Linked DNA regions of Mus musculus: all the other regions are linked to region 4. Evidence: chromatin contacts called from public promoter capture Hi-C data. All regions are on one chromosome and are shown on one strand. The core of a region is the stretch at or near the end of the contact, and the rest is flanking DNA. Distances in the headings are between cores, read along the strand shown.

Region 1 (3,527 bases), core at 171-2,670, 2.7 Mb before region 4:
TACTAACATCAAACGCTAATATAATTAAAGAACAAGTAAAGGTAACCTAATCAAGGATCCATAAAGAGTACCAAAGGTTAAGTCAGGAGTTTATTCTTGACCTACAGCTATCTATGTAAAGTAAGTGCATTCCACAGCACAACCAATCCGCTCTCCAATATTCTCCCGCCCCTATCTTAGTAAAACTGCCTCCTTGCTCTCTGGTGTTCGTTTTTTTTTTTTTTTTTTTTGAAAGTGAGTTAGCTGATGTGGCTCTCTCTACCTAAGCCTAGGTTGGCTGGGAACGCTCCCCTTTTCTGCCTCAACATCCTAAATACTAGAACTACAGATGTGCAACGTTAAGCCTGGCTTTATTCGTTTTTGGATGCTTATCTAAAATCTCATTCTTTGCCTCTGTGTATTAGTGCACCCCTTAAATTCCAACACTCTGAAGGCAGAGGCAGGTTTGAGACCGTCTCAAATAAATAATCAAACCTCATCCTCAGACATTGTCTCTAAGATGTTTGCGAAATAAAACCAGGCAACCTTGCATTAGGGTTAACTTAAGTTAATCTCCCAGCATTGTTTTTCAAAGTCCTGAACTGTTATAGGGCTTTTTTTTTTTTTTACTTCCTTAAACTTCTCCTTATCTCTAAGCTCTTTAGTTCCTTTAGGGTGACTAGCATTCTTATAAACCACGCACAACCCAAAAGACTACAAACCATCTAATTTGTCTGACCTGAGAGTTCAAATTCCCTTAACTTGTCAGAGGTACACGTTACGGTTACTAAGTTCCATTAGGTGCTTTACGAAGTTTCTAACGATTTGCAAACGATTTGCAATCATTTGAGATGATCTCTTTCTTGCTGGCGTGAAATAAGCAAATAAAGGAAAATAAAAAACAAACGTTTCCACCGACTCCGCAAACGCCCCTGGCGAAGGCTTTCCTTCTTAAGAAGACCTGGAAACTTCTGGCAACGTCCACTCTCTGCTGCTGGGGGCCGACCTGGAGGTGCAGGGCGGGTCCCCAGCCGCGGGGCAGGCGACCGGGTCCCCGACTTTCCCCTCCCGCGTCCCAGCCCCGCAGCTGCCGACCCCGCCTACCTGTTGGGCTGAGGAGGAAACCCGCCACGCCGCAGTCAGCCCCCGTGTCCCGTCTGTGCCTGCAGCCGGGACCCCGTCCCCCTCGGCTCCGTCCCACCGGGCCGGGTCCTCAGCCTCCGCACCGCGCCCACCCGGGACCCGCGCCACCCGGCTCCAGCCGCTCCCGCCCAGTCCCTAAGCACGCCGCCCCCAGCTTCCTCTCCGGATCTCCCGGCTTGCCTGCAGAGACGCCCTGAGCTCACACCCGTCCCGGCTGTGCCACGTTCCCGGCTCCGCGACAGCACAGCGGCACCCGGCTCCCCGCGGGCGAATGCGGAGCTGGGAGGGCGGGCGGGGCTGACAGCGCGGCGGGAGCGGCCATTGGGAGGGCCCGGCCCCTCCCGCGCCCAGGCTGGCCAGCCGCCCGCCGAGCCAGGGAGCGCACACTGTGGCAGGCGTGACTACTCCACCGCCGAGAGAGCGATGGGAGCTCCTGAGGCAGAAGTCACTTCTAGGACAGCGTGCTGTCCTCCAGTCCGGAGATTCCGGCCACAACTATTTTTGTCTATTTTTGTCGCCAGTCAGAATCTACACTTGCGGCTTAAAAGGCAGACACTTCAGGAGCCTGGAAATATTCAGGCAGGGCCGGAGCTGAAGGAGGATATGATGGAATCTTACCCGAGGAAGGGACTCTAAAGAACTTTTAACAGGAACCTAACTGTAAAAGGACTATGTGAAGATTCCACGCGGAGTCCGTGGCTCTGAGTCAGATGTGTTTTTCCACTATAATCAGGATTTTGAGTGTAACTTTTTTCCCTTGTTTTGAAACAAGCTTACAAGAAGGTTGCAATCGTAGTTCAAAAACATTATTCCCCGAACGGTTTTGAGATTTAAGTTGCTAATATTATGTCACAGTGTTCCTAAGCAGTTTACACATAGTCATAATAACTGCAATAGCGATATTCTTTATGCAATACACTCGGTTTCTTGGTTGTCTCAATCATGTTCCTTGTAAGGAAAGGCCTTCAGTTCCGAAATAAGTGTTCTTTCTAGTTGCAATGCATATCTTCAATCTGGAATACTTCCTTAGTCTTTGACATTTACAACCTTGACAACTTTGAAGACTATTGGCTCACTGTTTTTATAGAAAGGCTTTCATTCTGATTCTGTCTGATATTTATTCATGATTAGATTTAAACTAGATATCTTTGAGGACTCTCACAAGTGATTCCATGTTCATATGTGTCGGTGTTTGCTCTTCAAAAAGCTCCTTTTTCCATCTTTGTAATTAATATGTATTTTCTGAAGCTATTTTGTTTCAGGGTACCTGTGAATAACCTTGTTTAGAAATTCATAATTTATATTACTGGATATAGAATTGTTCCACTTCATTAAGTTGATTATAGTGTTCTTCCATTATTTATCTATTTACTTTTTACAACTTTTTGTGTGTGGGCCTACACATATGTGTGCCACATGCATGCAGTGCCCATGGAGGCCAGAAGAGGGCATCAGAGTTATAGGCAGTTGTGAGGTCCCTGATGTGGGTGCTAGGAACTGAACTGGGGTCCTCTGCAAGAGCAATGAGTGTCCTTTTCTTTTCTTTGTGTTGCATCCTGTACAGCTTGGTCCTAGAAACCTGACTGGGGCAAGAAGAAAGGGCAAACACAGGCACAGAAAAGTTGGGTTAAGGTGGGCCCTGCACATTTTAATGGAGTGGCATCAACTATGAAATAACCCACTGGAACCTCAGAACATGAGGCTAGTAGTCTTGATAAGAGGTATCTGTAGTGAGCTGCAGTTGCTGGGTTTTTGCACACTTTGGTCAATCATTAGTAAACCCTTGACCCAGAAGAGGGCTTTGCCACTCCCATGGGTCTGAGGCCTTGGGTCCTTGACATAGCCATGCCTTAGTCGACAATACACATTCTCTCAGGGCTTATCTCAGTTCCTTACAGTTTTGTTTTGTTATATGCACGTAGGTATGCCTGTCTTTACTTGCACCGTAGGCATGCCGTATCCTTGGAAGTCTAAAGACTGTGTTGGAGCTTTAAGAACTGCCATCAGATGTCGTTGTGGGCTGCCTGATGTGGGTGCTGGGAATTGAACCAAGGTCCTCTGCCTGAGCAGCATAGAGCTATGTCTCCATCCCTTTCATCTCTTTTGATGATCAAATTCTAAGTTTCCTCAGTCGGAGATTCATTCATTCATTCTTGGCTTCTGTGTCTTTGTGTTTCGAGTTATTTCCCAACATTCTAATACTAAACATTTAAAAAGATATAACACATTGTAAAGACTACGTGTACTCTCTACCCACCATCCAGATTCTGTGTCCTTTAGACGTATCTCCCAATTCTTGACGCACCTTTACGGTGTGGCATAATTAAGATTTCTCAGGCTCACCTTGCCCCAGGGTGAAGGCAGCTGTTACTTGGGAAGCCTTGGCTCCTTTTAATGGATTAAGT
Region 2 (3,716 bases), core at 321-2,820, 2.7 Mb before region 4:
TCCTCTCCGAATCTGTGAGAAATGACCACAGGAATCTCAGGTTAGGAAGGAGTCTACAGAGACACAGCTCAGTGGGAAGCGCTCCACAGTGTCTACAAGCACTTGGGTTAAAAGCTAAGGAAATAAGGAGAGTCTTGAATTCTAAATAAATTATGAGAAACAAAATAATCCTTGCCAAGTCTTAAGCACCATGCTTATTTACAGTCAAAAGGGGTGAAGATTACAAACCATGCCTGCATTTATTTCTACTGAGCCAGCAGTTTTCAGACAGCCTCCCCCAAATTCTGCCAGGCCCACAGAAAGTTACAGGCTGATTTATTCAACATCAAATGATCCTCCTTTTCCCACATGGGGCTGTTGAATAAGCAACAGTGTTAGTAGTGTCCTCTGATGTTACTTTGTATTTTCCCCTAAGTCATTTAAACAGAGTGGTATTTCTACATGGGGTCTTGTCTTATTTTTACAAATTCCAGGAACTGTTCAGTTGCTTTTTCTGTTACCGTGGTCAATGCCTGAAGAAAACCCAATGATTGGGCTTTGAAAATTACATTTATGATAAGTTCTGTAGGAAAAGGTTGGTTGTTATCAGGAATATACACCTTCTCATTTTACATAATGACTTGAATATTTGTTTACTAGTTCCTGTAAGACAGTCTACAAGAAAATAAACAAGTGATAAATGACTTCGTTGCTACCACTGAGGGAATCGATTGTATGTTAATTTCCTTGGCTCACTTGATTCAGAAGCCACCACAAAGATTAAATGAATTAATAACTGCAAACTGCTTAAAACAGCGCTGAGCTCACAGTAAATACAACCCAGGTGTTTATCAAATGCTACATAAAAATAAATGGGAAGGCAGACACACAGTTATATTTCATGCTTTAACTTCCAAAGCTTTATACATGTTTGAGACTCAATTTAACTGTTAGCGACATTACGTTCAGCTATATCTTTCTGGTTCTAATGGTTTTCTGTGTAAATATAGCTAGCTCTGCACTCATACTTGAATTACCTGGGAAAAGATTTTTGTTTAACTATGTGCACTTGTGTGTCTGTGTACAACGGCAGGTGTCTGTCCCGCCTAGAGGAGGCCATCAGATCCGACCGAGCTGGAGTTACAGGTGGTGGTGAGCAGCCCCGCATTGCGGGATAATGGAATCTAAGGATCTACTGGCGGTGAGATTCCCTGAAAATTCTGAGAAGCGAGATGGCTCACGCTGTTACCTCAACACTTAATATACTAAGGCAGAAAGATCATCCGCAGGCTGAGAGCTGCAGAGCGAACCAGTGGGGCACAGGCCACCACCAGACGCCAAGTCCAAAGAGACAGCTAGGCAGCCCACTAAAGTGGGCAGACGGAAAGGGACAAGCTCTTCATCTCACGAAAGATGACAGGAAGACCGGCACGGTTCCGCGGATAGGGCCGGGCGTTACCTCCACCCACTGCGCCGCGGCGTCTCCATCGGCCGGGCGCACTTGCAGGCGAGCGTGCAGGCACTGCTGCAGGAGCGCACGAGCCTGGGCCACACGACCACCGTCCGCCATGGCGCGGGTCCGCACTGCGCATGCTCGGGTAGGCGCCTCCCACTGCTCGTGGCCCCACCTAAGTGGGCGGGGCCTCCGCCTGGCTCTCCGGAGTCCCGGATGTGGAATTGACCAGCTTTGGAGCTTTGAAGCTTCAGTCTCTTGGAGGGTTTTTGTTTAGAGATCTCTGTCTCTCCTTCTCTCCCTCCTTCTTTAACCTAATCTCATCCTCGAATGCCTCGTTTTTAGTTTTGTTTTTGGAGGTAGGGTCTCATAGAGTCGGGGTTGGTCGCAATAACCACATAGCTGAGGCTGACCTTGAACTGAACTCCTTCTCCCAATTGCAGGAATTACATGTGTGCCCGCCCACAGCCCCACCCCACCCCATCCTGCTCTGCTACCTGCTTCATAGCTTTTGAAGAAATATTTTTCATTTCAGAAAGCTTAGGTTTCCAGGTATTGGAAAGAATGTAAGTCAGAGTTAAATCCATTCTATATTTATTATAAAGACATAACTAGAATGAGATCAATTGATCTCAAAGCAGGCAGAGAGGGAACTTAACCTGTGGGTGGGGGACAGATGCAACTATAGAAGGGAGCACCTAAGATGTGGGACCCCGATTTAGAGCATTTCTCCCTGGAAGGTAAAGCCCCTGGGACGTTCCCCAAGCTTGTTTTCCCTGATCTCTAAAAATACAGCCAGAAAGAAGCTCTTTGTTCACTATAGCCAGCAAAAAGCCTTTTTGTTTCTATACTTTACAACCAGAGATGCCTGCCTTCCTGTGCCGAGGACACGGGAGATAAAAATTCAGAAAGAACTCACTCCTCACTCCTGCCTTGTAAATTTCACCAAGGACACCTGGAAGAGAAGAACTCTCCTCCCAACTCCTTCCAACTCCTCCCAACTCTTCTCAACTCCTCCCAACTCTTCTCAACTCCTCCCAACTCTCCTCCCAACTCCTCCCAATTCCTCAGCTAGCTGTTAAAAGCCCCCTACTGTCACTGCTCAGGGTCAAACTCCCCTGCCCTGCATGGCAGAGGGACTTTGTCCTCAGCTAACTGATAATAAAACCTCTTGCAGTTTGCATCAGGTGTGGTTTTCTCTCGGGTCACTGGGGTGCTGGCCAGCTCATCCCGGGACTTGAGTGGCGGCCCAGCTTCGGTGTCTTACAAAGACTATTGGGAAACACAGAGATTTACATTTTATTTATAACAGTAGCAAAATTACAGTGATAAAGTAGCAATGAAAATCATTTTATAGCTGGGCAGTGGTGGCACACACCTTTGATCCCAGCACTCCAGAGGCAGAGGCAGGCGGATTTCTGAGTTCGAGACCAGTCTGGTCTACAGAGTGAGTTCCAGGACAGCCAGGGATATACAGAGAAACCCTGTCTCAACCCCCTCCCCCCCCCAAAAAAAGGTCATTTTATGGTTGGGGGTTATGACAACCTGAGGAACTGGGTTGCAGCTTTAGCAAAGCTTAGAAACACTGAATTAAAAGTTAGAAATCTTTCAAAATATATCTTGCCCACAGTCTTAGGGTTTTACTGTTATGAACAGACACTGTGACCAAGGCAAGTATTATAAAGGACAACATTTGATTGGGGCTGGCTTACAGGTTCAGAGGTTTGGTCCAGTATCATCAAGATGGGAGTATGGCAGCATCTAGGCAGGCATGGTGCAGGCAGAGCTGAGAGTTCTACATCTTCATCTGAAGGCTGCTAGTGGAAGACTAACTCCCAGGCAGCTGGGATGAGGATCTTAAGCCCACACCCACAGTGACACACCTACTCCAACAAGGTCACACCTCCTAATGGTGCTACTCCCTGGGCCGAGCATACCCAAACCACCACATCCACTCAAAGCAGTGCTGACTCCTATATCAGAAATGCTACAAATCATTCCATAGTTGTGGAAGGGTGTTTATAAGCTATGTGAATGCATTTTTTGGGGGGCAACCAATTACTTTTAAAAATTATTTTAACTTTTCATTTATACACATTTTAATTCAAATGTAGTTATATCACTTTCCTTCCCCAACCCCTCCCAAGTCTCTTCCCCCAACTTCTTTTATTTTTCCTCACTTGCAATAATAAACTTTTTTCTTCGATTATTATAGTTACATTAAGCATGTAAAAATATACGAATATAACCTGTTGAGTGTGTTTTTGCTGTTTGTGTGTATATG
Region 3 (3,538 bases), core at 369-2,868, 2.8 Mb before region 4:
CTCCAACACACACACACACACACACACACACACACACACACACACACACACACACACACACGGTGGCAGAGTGGGCCTACCTGACCCAGAATTAGGTGGCTTATGCTCACAGAAAGTATGCCCACTGCAAACAACAGGATCAGCAGGGAGCCTCTGGCAGGCAGTGGAGTTAGCAGCACCCAGAGAACCCTAGGAGCTAGATGAAAGAACTGAATGGATTTGGTCCCAAACAGGACAGGGCATCCTCATGACAAATTTGTCATATGGAGTCAGAACTGTCCACCAGATACTGCACACTGAAAATGTACAAGTACTACTACTTGATTTAAAATACTGTCAGCTTGATGGTCAGGGCACACTCTCGCATGCTCCAAGCCTGGGCTCCACGCCTAGACCTGGAGTAAGAAGGCAGTCACAGGAAGCGCATTCACCATCACATCTGCTGTTTGTGGCTTTCACTTTCACCTCTTGGTGAAACAAATTATATTAGACTGCAAGACTAATCTTACAGGATTATAAAAAGTACTCAAATGAGAAAATGAATAGCAACTAGGTCAGTCCCCTTCTTCTAGGACAGTGGCTGGCAACCTGGAGGCCATGGCCCCACTGTGGACTGTATATCAGGTATTTACATTATGATTCACAGCAGTAGCAAGTCAGTTATGAAGTAGCAAGGAAGCAGTTCTACGGCTGGGGTCACCCAACCGAGGAAGTGACTGAGAGGCACGGCTCTAGGTCCTACGCACAGCACAGCATACCTTCAGGAGAGCACACTGCAGGAAGCTCACACAGCACAGCATACCTTCAGGAGAGCACACTGCAGGAAGCTCACACAGCACAGCATACCTTCAGGAGTGCACACTGCAGGAAGCTCACACAGCACAGCATACCTTCAGGAGAGCACACTGCAGGAAGCTCAGCAAGGATGGCCAGGGCAGCCGCCACCAGTCTACTTCCCTCCTCCAACAGGGTCTTCGGCTTTGAAGCCTTTCCTCCTGGGCTACCTGCCAGCTTAGGGTTCAGTTCTGGGAGCTGTCTAACGAGGATGCAGACACAGAGTTCCAGGGTTGCAAAGACCAAAGACTTCCCAGGTACGAGTCCTCCTGTGTCCTTCCCTTCACCAAACTCTGGCAGGGTTTCCTTCTCAGAGGCTCCATCATCAACTGAAACACAGAGGGAACAGTGCTTAAGAAATACTTGCTGCTTGCTTGGCTCCAAGTAGGTGGCAATTCCAGACAATGCATTTAGTGGCTAAGTCCTAGGTGTGAAAAGCTTAAGGAAAAAGCAGCTCTGAAGTTAAAGTTGTTTTTACTATGAGTTCTCATTACAGTGGGTTAAAAATAAAATTCTTGTAATCTTTTCAGCCTTAAAATAGTGCCCGATCAAACTCATCTCTGTGCTGTTATAAGTGAGAATCTGACAGCAGCAGCTCCAACAGCGACTCTGTCATCTTACAGACTGGCAGCGGCTGGGCACAAGGATCAGACTAGACTCTGCCCACCGGCCCCCACATACTGCCCACTTCTGCCCGTTTGCTCTTTAGGTCTGTATTGCCGTCTGCCCTAGTTTCAGCAGTATCCAGATTGTGTGGTTACCCCGAGTAACACTTGTGAAGACAATGACACTGCGCTGCGTTGTGTGGCTGCGGCTGCGCCTAGGGGAACAGCGCTTGCCCACTGCATACAGAGTGTATGACTCTCAGAACTGGAATGAGAAGAGATGCTATGTCACTGAGTTAATATTTACCTTCTGCACTACGTCTTTTTTCCTTCACATGTTCTTGGGCGGCACAGATAATCTGCCTGACCACTTCAAGTGAAGCCAGTTGAATGGCTGGTGACTCTCTGGTCAAAATTACTCGGTGTAGTACATTTAGCAATTCAATACCCAAGTCCTGTCAGAAAACATGAAGTGGACACTATTGGAAATTACATTTGTTTATGTCAGTTCATGTGTGTGTGTGTAAAAATAACAAGGTTAAATGTAATGATAAAAGCTCAAAAAGACAGAATTGAATAAATTCTCTTTTTAAAAACAAGTATATTGCCAGAACAATAAAGGAATATATCAGTACTTCTCTGCTTTGAAGCAGTCTTGTCTGCCTGGCCTAAACTTGCCAAGGATGACCTCAAACTCCTGATCCTCCGGCCTGTTCCTACAGCGCTGGGATTTCAGGTGTATCACCATGCCTGGCTTATAACACTGTAACAAATATCAGAACACTTCTCAGCTCATTTCGGTGAGAAATGGTACTATGACAAATGATCATTTTCATTCATGTCTGAGATGATACTGGAGACACAGCCAAAGGCTGACGTGTAGATTCTAAGATTAATATTAAAATTTTCTTGTAATAACAAAGACTGGAGAAGTATTTCTAAAGTAGCTCCTTATAATACACAGCAGCGTCCCGACTCAACCCGAATGTAGTTGTGGTCTCTGACGTCAACAGAGGTCTACCCAAGGCACAGTCCAGCACCTGATCACTGCCAATTCTCCACCTGGGCCAAGGAACATCGAGCAGGGCCTGCAGTGCACGCAGACAAGCCATGATGCTTTCCAAGCTTGCATCTGAGCGCAGGGAACACAGGAACTCCACGCTGATTCCTGGGAGAGGAAAAGCAAGATGCCCCTGAGATTCTCAGTTCAGACTGTTGGATGAGTCTATCGTGATGAGATAAATACACTGACTTAGCAAAAGACAGCACAAGTAAACAATACAGTTTCAGAGAGAGAGAGTGAGAGTGTGTGTGTGTGTGTGTGTGTGTGTGTGTGTGTACACGCGGGTGTGCACATGCGTGAGTGCCAGGGCTTACGTAGTCCAGGCTGGCTTTGAACTTGTGTTGGATTCTTTTTTGTTGTTTTTGTTTTTTGTTTTTTTTCAAGACAGAGTTTCTCTGTGTAGCCCTCAATGTCTTGAAACGTAGTCTATAGACCAGTCAGGCCTTGAACTCAGAGATCCTCCTGCCTCTGTCTTCCCAGCACTGAAATTAAAGGTGGGCACCACCACTGCCTAGCTTCTTTTTTTAATTAAAAAAAGTTTAAGGGCTAAAGAAATGACTCAGTGGTTAATGAGTACTTACTGCTCTTCCAGAGGACATGGGTTTGATTCCCAGCATCTACAAGGTCGCTCACAACCAACTATAACTCCAGTTTCAGGGGCTCTGACACCTGGCTTCTGTGGGCATGAAGCATGTAAGTGGTGGGCAGATATATATGCAAGCAAAACTCCACACACATAGAATAAGATAATAACTTTAAAGTTAAAAGACTGTGTGTGCTGGATCCTTAGAGTAGGAGTTACAGGTGGTTGTTTTGTGAGCTGCCTGATGTTGTGCTGGGAATTGAACTCGGGGCCTCTGGAAGAGCATCAAAAGTTATTAACCTTGGAGTTACCTCTCCGGCCTCCTGATTTTCTTAAAAAAAAAAAAAAAAAAATCACTGGGTATACAGTCTTGAAACTGTTGAGAACAACTCATTGAAAAACACATCAGCATATTCACACACACACATATACACATATATTTTTAAAAATACA
Region 4 (3,728 bases), core at 682-3,181:
GTTGTCCTGGAACTCTTTCTGTAGACCAAGCTGTCCTCAAACTCAGAGATCGGTGTGCTTCTGCTGCCAGAGTGCTGGGTTTAGAGATGTGAGCCACTGCCATCTGGCCCCGGGTCAGTATTTCTATTACAATATAGCCAGAGAAATCTTAACACTGTTGCCACTGTAGCATTTATCCACATGCCAACAAATGTTTCAAAGCTTACAGGTCTAAACTGAGTTCTACTGTTACCCTAACCTAAAGAGTTTCACTTCACCCCAACACTGTTTCTTTGCCTGCCTGCCTGGCTTCCTTTTCCTTTGAGTTTTGCTATGTAACCCTGGCTTGCCTGGTAGTAGCTATGTATTATGTACCTCAGGCAGCCTTGAACTCCCAGCATTCCTCTTGAATCAGCTCTCTGAGCATGGTAATCAGTCATGAACCATCACAGCTGGCTTTCATTATTATTATTTAATGGGGCTTTGTCAACATTAATTGTAGTAAGATAATTATCAGTCAAGATTAACTGCTACCCAGCCTGGTCTACAGAATGAGTTCCAGGACATCCAGGGGTACACAGAGAAACCGTGTTTTGAATTAATTAATGAATTAATCAAAAGATTACCTGCTACTATTGAAAAGTTCCAATTAGGCATAAATTTAAATATAGATGTTATCTGACCTACAAAATCCAAAGAGCAAACTGAAGCTACAAATAAACGATTCGGAAAATCAGGCTTTCTTAATCCGGAGCCCCAAATATACATTCTGGTTATTAAACTTTAGGTTAGGAAATAATTGCTCACAGTAATAGTCTTGCAAGACGCTAAAATTTTTCAAGAGTCAGCTCCAAATAACCTCATGCTATTTCCACACCAGCACCCTTGAAAAAGCTTGCAAAGAAGCTCTACCTCAGTCCTAGGAACGCGTTTGTGAAGTTGTTCCTAACAAAGCTAAACCACAAGAAGCTGAGCGGATGAAATAAGCATGTGATGTGGTATATTCTTTTTATATTAAGGAAAGGAGAAGTGGAGCGTTAAAAGAATGAATTGCTAGTATTTCGTCGACACGGAAATCAGAGGATAGCGGCATAGACATTGGGCGAAAACAAACATCAGGCTTCACAACCTTGAGCTATTCGCTGGAGCTGTTAAAATTAGGCAAGATAACATACACACAAAGTGCTCAGCAAAGTCATCACTCAACAATTCTTAACCGGTGATAAACTAAACAACAAAGCACAGTTTGAAACCCCAGCAAAGTCTTTTCTGGGCACAGCTTGTACCTATGATGCAAAGAAGTCATAAATATAACACACTTTTAAAACTGCCATTTTGAAGCCCAAAAGGCCTTTCAGTAACTTACAAACTGCTTTCCAAAACTGTGTGGGAGTGTCAAGACCACGTACTCACAACCTGGTGAACTGGTTAGAGTTCTATCGCTCCAAATCAGGAATAGCTAAGGGTTAAAGACGCCCAAGCCCGGAGCGATTTGCAGCAACCCTGCCTCAAAGAATACTGAAGGATCAAAAGCAGGCGCGGCCGAAGCGGGACAAGGAAGCACCAGGGGAGACGTCGCCCTCCCGACTGCTTGCAGAAATCAGGATGCCTCCACCTTGGGCAGGGGAATTGCGTACAAGACCCGGATCTCCGCGGTTCCACCTCCCTTGACCCCAAGACACCCCCCCACCCCCTTCCAACCCGGCGCGCGCACCCCTCCACGCCCCAGCCAGGCCAGGACACACAGGATACTGAACACGGTTCGCTCCCAGGGCTCCAGCATGTAGAGCGCAGTGACCAGCAGGTACTGGTAGTAGAACCAGGACATCTGCTTCCATGCTCGCGCCAGCGCCATGCCCGCCATGCGCCTCCCGCGGTGTAGCAGCGTCAGGCGGGCCCGCGGCCCGCTCACCTCCTAAAGCCCCAGGCCTTGGGGCCCGCCCGCCACCACCCTGCGCCCATTGGTCCTGCCGAGCCTGCGCGTCACCGTGTACGCCCAACCCCGCGCGCACCCGAGCGGCCACCGCCGGCTCCTCCTGGCTTGCGCTTATTGGCCAAGCGGCCACTTCGTGTGCTCCTGTCCCGCCCCGCGCCTCGCCCGGAGCGAGCTCCCCAGCCCTGGGAAACGGTCTGGGTTTAAGTGCTAGTTCTGCATCTCCACGCGCACGCATGGCGGTTGCAAGACCGGCTTCAGTCCCCACTGGTGTCCATGCGAGATGGTGCCCTTAAGAGGCCGGATCCTTCAGACCAGCCCAGAAGGATTCCTTTAGAAACCAGTGTATGTAATCTCTCTCCTACCTCATGAATCCCTTCTGGGCCAAGAGATGATAGGGCTGGGTGAGAATGCTACTAAAGAGTCGGGCATGCAAATAAACAGTGCCTTGTGCAAGAGGGAATGCGGGGGTCAAAGAGAATGTGGATGCCAAATGACACCCAGCCAAGAAGATGTTGAAAACTGTAGAAGTAATATGTTCATCAGCTCTTCCCTTCCTCCGAGCACATGCGTGAAAACAGACCTATCTAGGATGCGCGCGCGAGTACACACACACACAACACACACACACACACACGCACTAGTATTCCCTAACCTAAAGACAAAAGAATTGGCCATAGACAGTTGCCAATATTTCTATGACTACACTTAGAAAACAACCATGTAGGTCACAATCAAGAGAAGTGCACTTGATCTAGTGGGTTCTAAAGACAGCTTGAGGTCAGCATGTGATCTGTCTCCTAAAGATTCACTCCTATGACCTGCAGCAGTACCGGCTGTATTCCACTCCTCTAAAGCCCATGCACTGTGTGCTTGTGAAATGACATAATTAAGTAGCCTGCAACTCACATGTCTAAAAGTTTCAAACCTGCTGCTTTAAGCTTTAAAACCTTTCCAGGTTGACAGGTATTAACTTAAATTCCTTATGCTCCTTACGAGCAAAGACCTTACAAACAACAATAGACTTGAGATCTGCTTTCACAAGGTGCCTAGTCATTTTATTTTATTTTATTTCGTCTTGTAGGTTACAGAACATCACGGAGGGAAGCCAAGCCAGGAACTCCAGGCAGGAGATTGAAGCAGAAACCACAGAGGAATACTGCTTAGGAGCATGCTCTTTCTGGCTTGCTCAACTTGCTTTCTTAAACGGCCCAGACCCCACTTGCCTAGCAATGGCACTGCCCACAGTAGGGAGGACACGCCCACCATAGACCAATCTCATGTTCCTCAGCTAAGGTTCCCTCTTCCCAAGTGATTCTAGTTTTTTGTGGAAATGAAAAACAAAAACAAAAATAACTTAACCAATATACAGGACCTCACTATGTAGTATAGGCTGGCCTCGATCTCAAAGTAATTCACCTTTCTCAGACTCCTTCGAGCTACGATTACAGGTATGCACCAACCACACCGAGCCTGGACTCATCTTTCAGACACATGATGGTAAGAAGTAAGCTCAGAAACCAAGCTGGATCTGAGCTGGAAGTTTCCTTCTTGCTAGATATCTCCTCCCCACGGCCCCCTTCCAGACAGGGTTTCTTTGTGTGGCCTTGGTTGTCCTAGAACTTGCTCTGGACACCAGCTTAATCAGTCTCAACCAGGCTAACCTCAGACTCACAGAGTGCCAGAATTAAAGGTGTGCACCACCCTTCCCTGGCTGCTGACTACCTTTCATTGTGCCAAAAGATATAAACTGCTGAGGGAGACAATTTTTCAGTGGTCCCACCCACTTGTGAGCTACAATACTAAGCTGCCAGGC
Region 5 (3,684 bases), core at 916-3,415, 2.6 Mb after region 4:
AAGCTGCAGACAAGAAATGGCTGCTGACAAAACAGCTGTGATCATTAAAGAGATCTGTGGCACTAAATAGAAATCTACTCTGCACTGGGACAATAGCAAAGGTGTCCTGTGGGTAAGACCCAACCATCAAAGGCTCCAACTTGAGAATTTGCAAATTCATCTGAATGGAGAGAGGGTGAACTGAGAATACCACTCTCTGCATAAAACAAGCACCCATTACAATGTTTTCTCAGATCAGCCTTAAAAGTACACAGTGGCCACTGCACCTCTATTCCAAAATGGCCAAGAACTTGGCAGCTTTGTCTGAGTGGCACTGATTATCAGGCATGAAAGATGCCACATGAAAGATGCTGGTCTCCTCAGCTTTCTGGAACGTTATAGCACAGGCCTGCACAAATCCCTTCACACCTGAAGAGGTCCAGAGAGGCTCTTGTATGACGCTTGGGAGGTGATGTTGGAGATACTACAACTGTGGGACATCCACTGAGGTGCAGGTGTGGATGGAAGGCTACATGACTTATAGGCAAGAGAGCTAGTGCCCACAGGGTTGTGCAAGCTTATTGGAGTCCAAAGAATTCCAGCTGTTGAATATGGAGCTTCAAGATTTTATGTCTGCTGTGCTGAATTTCAGTGTTTTTCTTACTTGATCTTCCCTTGCTATCTTAATCTCTGGAACACTACTGTATACTGAAAGTACACAATTTTTCATTTTATGGGGGCTCATTTTTTTCTTTTTTGTTTTTTTGAGACAGTTTCTCTGTAGCCCTGGCTGTCCTGGAACTCACTTTGTAGACCAGGCTGGCCTTGAGCCCAGAAATCCGCCTGCCTCTGCCTCCCAAGTGCTGGATTAAAGGTGTGTGCCACCACTGCCCTGCTAGGGCTCATTGTTTAGAAGTTAGTGTGGCCTCTTTTTTGGAAACTTTTGCTATGTATCCCAGGCTGTCCTGGAATTCACGTTCACTCTTCAAAGGTTCAGAATTACAGATGTGTACCACCATAATCATATTTTTTTAGTGGTGGTTTGTTTACATAAAAATATGATTCAACTCCGACTAATGTAAAGTAATAAATAAAATTTAAAAATGCATTTAAAGCCTGAATCTGTCACAAGTCACTAGTACTAGTCATTAGTTACATAAATAATGAAACTTTTTCTTTTTAGTATTATGCTCTATTTATTCCAAATAATTTCCATCTGGTCATCTCATCCTTTTTTTCCATGCTTCATTCCTCCTGTCACCTACTTTGTGGAGTATGTGGCACTTCTGAAAGGTGAACCTTTGCTAGAGGAAATGGGTCACTGCTTTTTGGTTATAGAGCCCAGCTCCATTTTCTATTCTCTTGTTTTTTGACTGGATGGCTAGCCACTTTGCCATCCTGCCTTTATTAGCATGGTGGACACGGATCTCGTATTGCTATAAGCCAAAATAAAGTCTTTCACGAACTTTGTCTATTAATTCAGAAAATAAATATAATTTTCTGCTGTGGGTGTAAAAAATTACTATTATTACTGTTACCCCAGCATCCAGAAGACTACTTGGCATGTAGTATGCCCTCAATAAATAGATAAGTTAGAGTGACTTCAATAGCTCAACACTAAATTACCAGAGCATCAGTGGCTAGGGTGGGGTGCAGGAGTTCTAGATTAGATAGGGCAGCATAGGGACACTACTTCTCTTTCTTTAAAAGGAGAAAAATATTCGAATATTATCAGCTATATCATCTAATAGAATTCCACATTACTCCTATACTTCGCTTTAAAAATATCCCTGGCGTTCAGCCCTTTCTTTTAAGTTCTGCGATTGAACATTCTGAGTACACCCTTTCTAGTCCTGAAGTCAAAATGTCACCAGCCTTAAAGCTTTTCTGAAACCATTGGCCGATGTCTAAGTCTCACTCTGGCTCACTTCGCAGGACCTTTCCTTCTGTCCCCGCAAAGCACTGCGCACAGAAGGAAACCACTGCCCAGTGAAGATACTCCATGGGATGAGCCCGAGAACCACACATTTCCCCAGTTAGCGCGCACTGGTTGTCAGCTCCTCCCACAGAACGCGACCTCGAGGTCGCCTTCCTTTCCAGCAGCCCGGAACCATCCTTGAGCCCTCCAGCTCGCCGGAAGCCCCGCCCCGTCCCGCCCCGCCCCGCGGCAGCCAGCGGACTCGCGCATGCTCGCTGCGCGCAGCCTCGTCCCCGCGTGCTCTCGCGCGCTTCCTCTCGCCCGCTCTGCTCTTTTTGGTTACTCAGGGGCACGCGCAGCGTTTCGCGCGACGATTGGCTGCCTCGGTGGCGGCGCCACAGGACCGGGCAACTACGCGAGCGGAGTGGGCGCTTAAGGATCCCGCGGCTCCTCAGGTAACGGCGTGGACCGGGAGCGGCTGGGGGAGGGGGGAGAACCTCAGGGTGGCCTGCAGCCCGCCCGGGACTTCCGGCCGCGGCCCCTGGAGGTGCAGGAGCGCTGCGTGGCCCGCGTCGCGGCGTCCTCAGGTGACAACACCGCTCCTTCTCCAGGTTTCGGCCTCATGGCGTCATAGTCTTTCAAAAGTTAAGAAGGGACGAACAATGACTCGGAAGTGTGGGCTGTTTTTCCTCTAAGCTTTGACGAGTTAGGGTTTCAGTCCTGGCGGGACCGCGGATCCACTCTGTGCTTTTGCGGGACACTTGAGCGATTCACAGTTCTCACCCTTCAAAGTGCGAGCAAAAACCCCAGTGTAGTTCAGTATGCCCGGCGCCTACATTAGTAAGATGCAGCTGCAAACTCTGCCTTCACTACATTCAAGATTTGGCTTTTCTTTTTTTTCTTTTTCTTTTTGGTTTTTTTTTCGAGACAGGGTTTCTTTGTATAGCCCTGGCTGTCCTGGAGCTCACTTTGTAGACCAGGCTGGCCTCGAACTCAGAAATCCGCCTGCCTCTGCCTCCCGAGTGCTGGGATTAAAGGTGTGCGCCACCATCGCCCGGCCAAGAGCTGGCTTTTCTAACTGGAGGATGACACCACCCAGTGGTATTGGTGAAGTACTTGAAGTTGGACACTACAAGATAGAAGAATAGACTAGGTTTCTAAGAGAATAGGCCTTTGGAAGGGCTCCTTGAGCGTTTTGATGTCCGTTAATTCCCGATGGTGGTAGACAGCTAAAGAAGGACAGTTTTAACCTGTCTCACGAGTTACCTCACTTTGCAAAGTTTCGTATTGCCATCTGGAATGAACCTCACATCAAAGGACAGTTAGTTACATAATCATTACATAGGCTATCATCCCGTACCTCAATGTGCCTCAAACTAGAGTGACTTGAGAGGAGGGTAGTTAAAGGAGGAATTGCCTCCATCAGATTGGGAACATTTTCTTGATTAATGATTGATATGAGAGGGCCCAGATCACTGGGTTTTTTCAGCCCCAGGCAGGTTGGACCGCAGTTGTTAAGGAAGCAAACCAAGCATGCTATGGAGAGCAAGCCAGTAAGCAAGGTTACTCCCTGGTCTCTGCTTCAGTTCCTGTTTCCAGGTTCCAGCCTTGAGCTCTTTGCCTTGTTGCCCTGGATGGCGATGGATGCTGACCCTCCACTATGTTTGTTTTTGGTCATGGTAGTCTTGTCAAATTGAAAGAAACCAACCTAGATCCAATCCTATGAAAATAATATAGCAATATATATATGTATATACTTTAAAGATTTATGTATGTGAATAAACTGT
Region 6 (3,527 bases), core at 481-2,980, 2.8 Mb before region 4:
ACTCCTTTAATCCCAGCGCTAGGGAGGCAGAGGCAGGCAGATTTCTGAGTTCAAGGCCAGCCTGGTCTACAAAGCTGATTTCCAGTACAGCCAGGGCTATACAGAGAAACTCTGTCTTGAAAAAACAAAAACAAAACAACAAAAAAAAACTTTCCAAACTGCAAAGTATTACTTCAAAAAGTATGCTACATATGCAGCAGTCTACTTCCTGGGCTTAATGCAAAAACCCTCAAGGCAAAACAGTTTAACACTGGAATGAATATATGCTGATTAGGTTGCTAGTTAACTAGAAACCAGAGCTGTCTTGGTCAAACACTATGAAACAAGTTTTGGATCCCAGTACTGTTATCACCAATGTCTGTGCCAAAAGGCAAAAAACATGTACAAAAAAGTTCTTTTACCAGTCAACTTCTTCCTGCAACCTCCCCCCAAACTCCACCAAAAATCGGAGCTTCAGATACGGGTCAGATCCAGTAGTTTTAAAGACCACTTTCCAATCCAATTCTTCTTCGGATTGAATTTCCCTTCTCACGAGTTTTGAATTCTCAAACTTACTCCTAAAATATGCCCAAATACAAACAGTAATTAGATATGAAATCTACCTATGCGGAAGTAAATACTGATAAGAACTTCTGGTAATCTAGGCAAATGTTCTTAAAACTTTTTTTTTTTTGGGGGGGGGGCTTGATGCTAAAGTAAATACAACTAACAGGTTACCACCCCCCCCCAGGCAGACGGACAGACAGGCAGACATTCTTTCTCCCATAGGATGGGGCAGTTAGTTTTTATGTAAAAAATTTTTTGAGAAGTAGTCTAGGCAGGCAAGTCATTACAAAAGCTTCTAGATGCCCGACCAAAGGACAGCGTTGCGTCCCACGCAATCCACCTGCCGGTGTGGGAACCTAGAGGCGGGTCGCGGTGGGCACCCATCGGCCGCGCCCGGCGGGGCTGCCCCATCGTCCTCGGCCTGATCAAGGCCGGAGCCGCGACGCTGACAGCCAACCTGGCTAAGTTAGCTACCTGCCTCCGGGCGGAGGGCGAAGTTCTAGAGAAGCAGCAAACCTGCGAGCTCAAGAGGAAGCCGCCGAGCGGCTGGGGTGCGGGTCTCCCGGAACTCGGAGGCCCAGCGGGACGTCCCCGGTCCCCGCCGGGCGGCTGAGCCTTACCAAGGACAAGGAGCGCGTAGCCGGAGCTCCGAAGCCAACAAGCCAAGCCCCGTAAGGCCCGGAGAGGGGAACAAAGGGCCCGATACGCAGAGGCGACGGCGGAAGACCGACCTCACCGCGCTGGGGTCCAGCTCCGCGCCCGCCGCTGGACTCGGCGGCCCGGATCCTCGCGCAGGCCCAGCCTGCCGACAGCGCCTAGCGCCCCCGCCTACCCTGACCGCAGGCTCTTACCCTGGCTCGCCGTACCAAACAGCTCCGGTCCAGCTCCAAGCAGGCCGCGGGCAGAGCCTGGCCCGGCCGCGGCCCTCGAGTTCCTAGGAAACCGCAGGCCGCGCAGGTCGAGCCAGGCAGGCGGCACAGGAAAAGCCGTGTCTCGTCCCTCCCCTTCCTCCGCGGGGACCCGGTGACAAGGAAGCGAGAGGCTCCCCCGAGCGGCGGCAGCCAGCGCGGGTCCCGACCCCAGCACGCGGCTCCTCAGACCCTGCGGTTCAGAGCCAGGTCCGCGCGGGGCCGTCGGCGGCAGCGGGGAGACGCCGCGTCCATCGCCAGCCGGGCGGGGGCAGGAGAAGGGTCGGCCGAGCGCCGGGCGGGGAGGCTGGTGAAGGCCGCGCCGGCGGAGGCGGAGCGAACGCCTCCCGGCCGCCCTGCCCGCGGCCACCTGGGGCGCTGCGGAGGCCGGACCCCGCGGCACGGGGCGACGACGGGGGGCGCCGGGCTCCTTCGGCGGTCGGCTACGGCTCTCCTCAGCCCGGCCTCCCGGCGCCCGAGTCGCCGCGCTGTCAATCCGCGCGCGCCGCCAGCAGCTGCTCCGCGCACGCTCCGCCCGTCTCGCCCGGCGCGAGCCGCTCCGGAGTCCTGCGGAACGGAGGCCACCGTCTCGCAGGCGCTCGGCGTGCCCGGGTCACCCCCTCCTCCGGACTTTTAAAGCCAGCGGTTTACCAGAACGCTTCCCAGCGAGCCTGGGAACTCGGCGAGCGCTGCGCAGCCGGGCGTTATCGCCTCGGCGCAGATGGGACCAGGACGGCTGCGGGAACTCGTGCCTCCTGCCTGCCCACCGTGGAGTCCCGGGAAGCAGCCAGCATCGAGGACTTCCCACACAGTTGCCTTCGGCTCGTGGTCACTTGTACTTCCGTAGTTATTCCCGTCAAACTTTTATTTCATGGGCGTTGAAAAATCAAATACTAGCCGCTGCTAGTGGAGTCCTCACGTAACCGTGACACTAGAGAACTGGAGGCTGGAGTTCAAGGTCATCCTTGGCTACAAAATGAGGTCGAGACTTGTCTGGGCTACAGGGCGGCGACGGTGGTGATGAAGAAGGAGCAGCCAAGGGAGAGAAAAAGAGGAAGAAAAAGACTCCATACTGAACTCATCCTTTGAACAACAACAACAAAATAGCAGTAGATACCTAATTTTAGGAAAGAACTGTATGCAAAGACCGAGGCTAGTAGTTTTCAACCCTGGCGGCACATTAGAGACACCCGGAAAAGTTTTCATTAGAAGAGTTTTAGATCCACAGCAAATTGAACAGAAAGTACAGAGAATAAGTTATGGCTACCCTGTTCTGTATCATGTGTTCCTGGCCAGGTAGGGCTAAGGACAGAGAGTTCCCACTGATCTCTTTGTTTATGGTTTTGCCCTTTCCAAAATATCGTTTCTAGTTGGAATTATTCACTAACACTCTTTAAGGATCCTCTGTGAGTTTTTATAGCTTGGTAGCTCATTTATTTGGTGTTGTGTTGTGTTTTGTTTTGTTTTGTTGTACTGGATTTTTTTATTTGGTTTTGTTTTTTACTTTTTGTTTTTCTTGTTGTTTTGAAGTGGGTATGCTTATGTAACCCTGGCTGGCCTAAAGTCAATATCCTCCTGCCTCAGCTTCCTGAGTATGCTAACAAGAGGGCTTCCTTCCTGAGTATGCTAACAAGTATGCTAACACCTGGCTTGGGAGCCCATTTAATTCTTACTGCTAAATAATAGTAAGTTGTTTAGATGTAACACAATGTGTTTCTTCATATACAGATGCCTGGAATCTACCTTCACAGACTATGAACGGCTCATGCAGAAATTTCCAAAGTTCCCCAACAGGAAAAATACTTTCTAACAATGTAGCTACCACAGGACTGTGGCCAGAACAAATGAAAAACTCTTCAAACCCAAGAATAAGAAAAAACCTTGCCAGGCAGTGGTGGCGCACACCTTTAATCCCAGCACTTGGGAGGCAGAGGCAGGTGGACTTCTGAGTTGAGGCCATCCTGGACTACAGAGTGAGTTCCAGGACAGCCAGAGCTACACAGAGAAACCCTGTCTCAGAAAAGAAAAAAGAAAAGAAAAAAACCTTAATTAGAAATTGTAAAAGACTGGAGA
Region 7 (3,683 bases), core at 271-2,770, 3.0 Mb before region 4:
TAGTAGACTCTAGAAATTTAAAAGAAACCACAGCAATTTTGACATAAGTTTTTTTGAAAGTAGTAATCTCTAAAACACAAATGTATTTTTTAAGCACAATTTTAAGATTACGGAATGAACTAAAGGTGTCATATAAAATAAGTAGGATTTTGTTGTTGTAAAATTTAACTTCACCCACTTTGTGGAGTTAAATAAAAGTTTACTGGCTTGCCAGGTGAGGTGGTACAAGACTTTATAATTCCAGCACTTCAAGAGGTAGCATGTGGACCTCTAAGAGGTCTAAACCAACCTGTTCTACATAGTGAGTTTTCAGATCACCCAAGACAACAGAGACCGTCTCAAAAGCAACCACAATACTAGATGGTGAGGGCACACACCTTTGATCCCAGCAGAGGCAGATGGATCTCTGAGTTGCAGGCCAGCCCGATCTACAGAATTACTTCCAGGACAGCCAGAGGTACACAGAGAAAAAAGCCAGTTTCAAAAACACAAAACAATAACAAAAGCCCATAACCAAAAAAGTTTACTGGTCCAATCAATTGCTTTGCAATGCTTTTGACAATGAAACAACCTTATTTCTAATTTTCTTTTACTTTTTTGTTTGTTTAAGATAGACTCTTATGTAACTGCAATTGTCCTGGAACTCTATATAAATCAGCCTGGCCTGAACTCATGGATATTAAACATCTCCCTCCTGAGCACTGAGATTAAAGACTTATGCCTCTACACCTGGGTATTTTTAATTTTTGAATAAAATTGTTTATAGTTTGTAAATAATCAGGTCAGAAATAAATTAATCAATGTAATTAAAAAGTTTACTATTCGACACCAAACTGAAGACTCATATTTATTTGAGGATACCTTTTCTACATTCATTAATCACGCTGTTGTTTCAACATTATTTCTCACCAAAGTTATTGTGTGTGTGTGTGTATAATAACGAACAATATTGCTTATGTCGAAATTTATAAGTCTGAAAAACAGGTGCAACGCTTAATTAGATACACGCTTTTTTTCTTCTAAGCTTAAATTAAACCCTGGAAAGGAACTTAAAACTAAACGCAGTCATCCTCCAGCTTGAATAATCCTTTCAAACAGATGCAGCAATTTTAAAAATTCAAGGCATGAACCCGCAACTGTCACCTTCCAAAAGTTAGGATAACCCAAGTCTGTCAGAGGATCACATTAAGTGGACATTTAACTCCGTTTTAGCTTGTACTAAGCGATAAGTACGGTCTACTTCAAATTAAGACCAATTCTTTCCGCAGACATTTCCTAAATACTGTACTGACAGCCCAGCTTTGCTTTGCATCAGTAAAAACATGAATATAGTAGGGAACTCTAGAGAAGCCGACTCAAGAGAGAAATATTCAGTTAAAGTGTTGATGAATCAGTAAGCGCTAAAGGAAATCCAAGTGAGTAGAGCGGCATCGCAGGTACTTAAAGGAGTTGAGGATGGGAAGGCAAACTTGTCCGGCCGGCCGCGAGCCATTGTGCGCGGCGGTAGCCCGAAGCGGCGTGGCTGTCAAGGGGCAAGTGCGTACCGAGGCGCGGGGGAGGGGGCAGGACGCCACATCGGAAGGGGGTGCAGGAGCCAGGAGGCAAAGACGCTCATCCCAGGCCCTCTCCGCGTGGCCTCACCCTCAAGGGGACCCACAAGCGCAAACTCAGTGCCTAGCGGGCCCACGCCAGACTCTCGCCCAGAGGCGCTGGGCCCAAACCCCGGAGGCCCAGGAGAGGTGGCTCCGGAGGAGCCCTGCGGACGCCATGCTAAAAGCCAAAATGGCTGCCCCAAGGATGCCCGCAGCGCGCCGCCCGTGAGGAGGGAGCCGGGCGCGCCGTCACCGCTCGCCGGCCGGAGCGGCTCAGGTAGGTCCCCTCCGCCCTTGAGGGCACGGGCCTCAGCCCCGGCCCCACCCCCGCGGCCCGTGGCCCCGGCCCCAGCTCGCAGTCGAGAGGGGTGACGGGTGACGTACCTGCAGCTCGGCCCGCTCCACCTCCCAGTGCGCCCGCTCCATCTCGAAGCGAGCCCACTCGTGCTGGATGTAGTGTAGGATCCCCGGGATCGTGTACTGTTGCGGCCGGGACAGCTCCGGGCCTGCCGGGGGCCCCGCCGCCTCGGCGGCCGGAGGACCCCCGCCGCCCGGCGCTCCGTTCGCTCCCGGCGGCAGGCTCAGGTTCCCCCCGGGTCCCTGCTGCGGCCGGGGAGGGGCTGCCATCCCCTGGCCGCCGCCGCCGCCTCCGGCCAGCTCGTCCATTGTGTGTGGGGCCCCGGCCGGGGCGCAGTGCCAGACGCCGACAGCTGCGGGGAGGGCCGGGACGGTGGCCCCGCGCCGACCGCAGGGCGGGGGGCCGGCCGGGAGACGGCCGGGGAGGGGGTCGTTGCCGTGTGCTTGCCGCGGATCAGAGCAGGGAGCTGCCGGCCGCCGCCATTACGGTACCTCCTCCATCTGCCCGTCTCACTCACTCACTTTGGGGGAGAGGGGGGCCGCGGCGGGAGGAGGAGGAGGGACGGAGGAGGAGGAGGAGGGACGGAGGGCCGCCGCTCGCGCACGGCACGCTGGGTAGAGAACGCCGCTGCAAGCCGCACTCCGGAGAGCCAAAAAGAGTCCGGCCTCACCCCACGCAGGCGCACTGAGGATGGACCGCTCTTCGGGAGGCGGGGAAAGGCCTGGGCCCCGCCCCAACTCGGGCGCCGGGCCCCAGCTTTTCTACGCCTGTGGAATCTGGATGCTGCCTTGACTTTGGGGAAGCGCGTGGGCGTCGGGCTTCCGGGTCGTTTTCCTCACGCACGTATCCTTAGGGGCAGCGTGGGTCTCAGCTGAGGGCCTGGGCTCTGGAGCTGCGTGCAAGGCGTCCTCCGTACTGCCCTGGAATTCCTGACGTTTCTCTAGAATTCCTGGCGTGTTTTGCTCAGTCCCAGAGGGTCGGGCCTCTTTTCTGCCTGTCACTCACTTGACCTCTGGTTTCGTGGCACCAGTCAGTCTGCAGGATTCTGGAGACGTCTACGTTTGGCAAATAGCCCAGATTCTTCCGGACTTTCTCACTGGCTCCTGGGCTTCGTCGCAACCTGCTTCTTTGGTCCCACTTCGGTGCTCCTGGCCGCCCGTTGTAACTTCTTAAGTCTTTATTATTCTGAGATTCTCTGTGTTTGAGCTATTGCTTTTTTTTTTTTTTTTTTTTTTTTTTTTTTTTTTTTCCTGAAGAAGTTGTGATATCTTGAATTCTTGAGAATAGTGGGTTGGATGGCAAACGATAACTTTCAAAGAGACTGATGTTTAGAAGTCAATGAACGCAGATATTGTCATTAGTGGCAGAAATTTTGATCGAAACAAAATGAAAGTATTGTAAATAGAACTTAAGATGAACTAAATCAACACAACGATATCTTTCTTCATCATTAAATGGTTTTAGAATGAAATACTACATACACAAAGGGTCAGTTTTTAGGTGCTATAGTGTGCATTTTTCTGTAAGTTCTTTTTTTGGTTTTTTCGAGACAGGGTTTCTCTGTATAGCCCTGGCTGAACTGGAACTCACTTTGTAGACCAGGCTGGCCTCGAACTCAGAAATCCGCCTGCCTCTGCCACCCGAGTGCTGGGATGAGAGGCGTGCCACCACGCCCGGCTTTCTGTAAGTTGAGGTAACAGCCTGGCTACCGGGCTTGGTGAACCATGTCTTTA

Evidence for each region. Promoter capture Hi-C pulls out the DNA fragments that hold promoters and counts their contacts. Capture Hi-C pulls out chosen DNA fragments and counts their contacts.
Region 1: a promoter capture Hi-C map of liver shows a contact between it and region 4, with 6 times the contacts expected there. The contact joins the promoter of Heatr5a here to the promoter of Sptssa in region 4. A contact is called at or near these places in 8 of 39 promoter capture datasets (the 3T3-L1 cell line, the C10 cell line, HPC-7-derived erythroid cells and 5 more), 3 of 115 datasets of contacts at active chromatin or transcription factors (astrocytes, embryonic forebrain and large pre-B cells) and 3 of 9 other capture datasets (adipose tissue, embryonic stem cells and liver).
Region 2: a promoter capture Hi-C map of pre-B cells shows a contact between it and region 4, with 4 times the contacts expected there. The contact joins the promoter of Dtd2 here to the promoter of Sptssa in region 4. A contact is called at or near these places in 9 of 39 promoter capture datasets (the 3T3-L1 cell line, the C10 cell line, cranial neural crest and 5 more), 2 of 115 datasets of contacts at active chromatin or transcription factors (extraembryonic endoderm stem cells and stem cell-derived neural progenitor cells) and 2 of 9 other capture datasets (adipose tissue and liver).
Region 3: a promoter capture Hi-C map of the C10 cell line shows a contact between it and region 4, with 9 times the contacts expected there. The contact joins the enhancer-like site here to the promoter of Sptssa in region 4. A contact is called at or near these places in 4 of 39 promoter capture datasets (the 3T3-L1 cell line, 3T3-L1-derived adipocytes, the C10 cell line and 1 more) and 2 of 115 datasets of contacts at active chromatin or transcription factors (astrocytes and large pre-B cells).
Region 5: a promoter capture Hi-C map of pre-B cells shows a contact between it and region 4, with 5 times the contacts expected there. The contact joins the promoter of Mipol1 here to the promoter of Sptssa in region 4. A contact is called at or near these places in 3 of 39 promoter capture datasets (the C10 cell line, liver and pre-B cells).
Region 6: a contact with region 4 is called in a promoter capture Hi-C map of pre-B cells, with 7 times the contacts expected there. The contact joins the promoter of Hectd1 here to the promoter of Sptssa in region 4. A contact is called at or near these places in 7 of 39 promoter capture datasets (3T3-L1-derived adipocytes, cranial neural crest, embryonic stem cells and 4 more) and 4 of 115 datasets of contacts at active chromatin or transcription factors (astrocytes, forebrain, large pre-B cells and 1 more).
Region 7: a contact with region 4 is called in a promoter capture Hi-C map of liver, with 9 times the contacts expected there. The contact joins the promoter of Ap4s1 here to the promoter of Sptssa in region 4. A contact is called at or near these places in 11 of 39 promoter capture datasets (the 3T3-L1 cell line, the C10 cell line, cranial neural crest and 6 more), 4 of 115 datasets of contacts at active chromatin or transcription factors (astrocytes, extraembryonic endoderm stem cells, large pre-B cells and 1 more) and 2 of 9 other capture datasets (adipose tissue and macrophages).

What each region holds. Positions count from the first base shown.
Region 1 is chr12:51,969,901-51,973,427 of GRCm38.p6, forward strand. Heatr5a (HEAT repeat containing 5A) reads right to left here and starts at 1,421. Exons shown (of 36, transcript NM_177171.4): 1 at 1,303-1,421.
Region 2 is chr12:52,004,937-52,008,652 of GRCm38.p6, forward strand. Dtd2 (D-tyrosyl-tRNA deacylase 2) reads right to left here and starts at 1,571. Exons shown (of 3, transcript NM_029545.3): 1 at 1,439-1,571; 2 at 1-12. The coding sequence starts at 1,549.
Region 3 is chr12:51,887,108-51,890,645 of GRCm38.p6, forward strand. It overlaps Heatr5a (HEAT repeat containing 5A), which reads right to left. Exons shown (of 36, transcript NM_177171.4): 30 at 2,480-2,607; 31 at 1,747-1,894; 32 at 891-1,163. Among named protein-coding and RNA genes, the nearest start is that of Gm34894, 37 kb to the left of the region's middle. Within about 2 kb of position 1,619, at least 97 of the 459 cell types and tissues checked have an H3K27ac peak or open chromatin away from gene starts, as enhancers often do.
Region 4 is chr12:54,654,641-54,658,368 of GRCm38.p6, forward strand. Sptssa (serine palmitoyltransferase, small subunit A) reads right to left here and starts at 1,932. Exons shown (of 2, transcript NM_134054.2): 1 at 1,732-1,932. The coding sequence starts at 1,843.
Region 5 is chr12:57,228,260-57,231,943 of GRCm38.p6, forward strand. It overlaps Mipol1 (mirror-image polydactyly 1), which reads left to right and starts at 2,166. Exons shown (of 10, transcript NM_001164370.1): 1 at 2,166-2,352. It overlaps Prps1l3 (phosphoribosyl pyrophosphate synthetase 1-like 3), which reads left to right and starts at 2,153. Exons shown (of 2, transcript NM_001037746.3): 1 at 2,153-2,352.
Region 6 is chr12:51,827,806-51,831,332 of GRCm38.p6, forward strand. Hectd1 (HECT domain E3 ubiquitin protein ligase 1) reads right to left here and starts at 1,731. Exons shown (of 43, transcript NM_144788.2): 1 at 1,398-1,731. It overlaps Gm5785, which reads left to right and starts at 380. Exons shown (of 4, transcript XM_011244243.2): 1 at 380-463; 2 at 1,050-1,424; 3 at 1,485-2,750; 4 at 3,183-3,527. The coding sequence starts at 380. The coding sequence ends at 2,336.
Region 7 is chr12:51,689,446-51,693,128 of GRCm38.p6, forward strand. It overlaps Ap4s1 (adaptor-related protein complex AP-4, sigma 1), which reads left to right and starts at 1,521. Exons shown (of 6, transcript NM_021710.4): 1 at 1,521-1,869. It overlaps Strn3 (striatin, calmodulin binding protein 3), which reads right to left and starts at 2,469. Exons shown (of 18, transcript NM_052973.2): 1 at 1,977-2,469. The coding sequence starts at 2,258.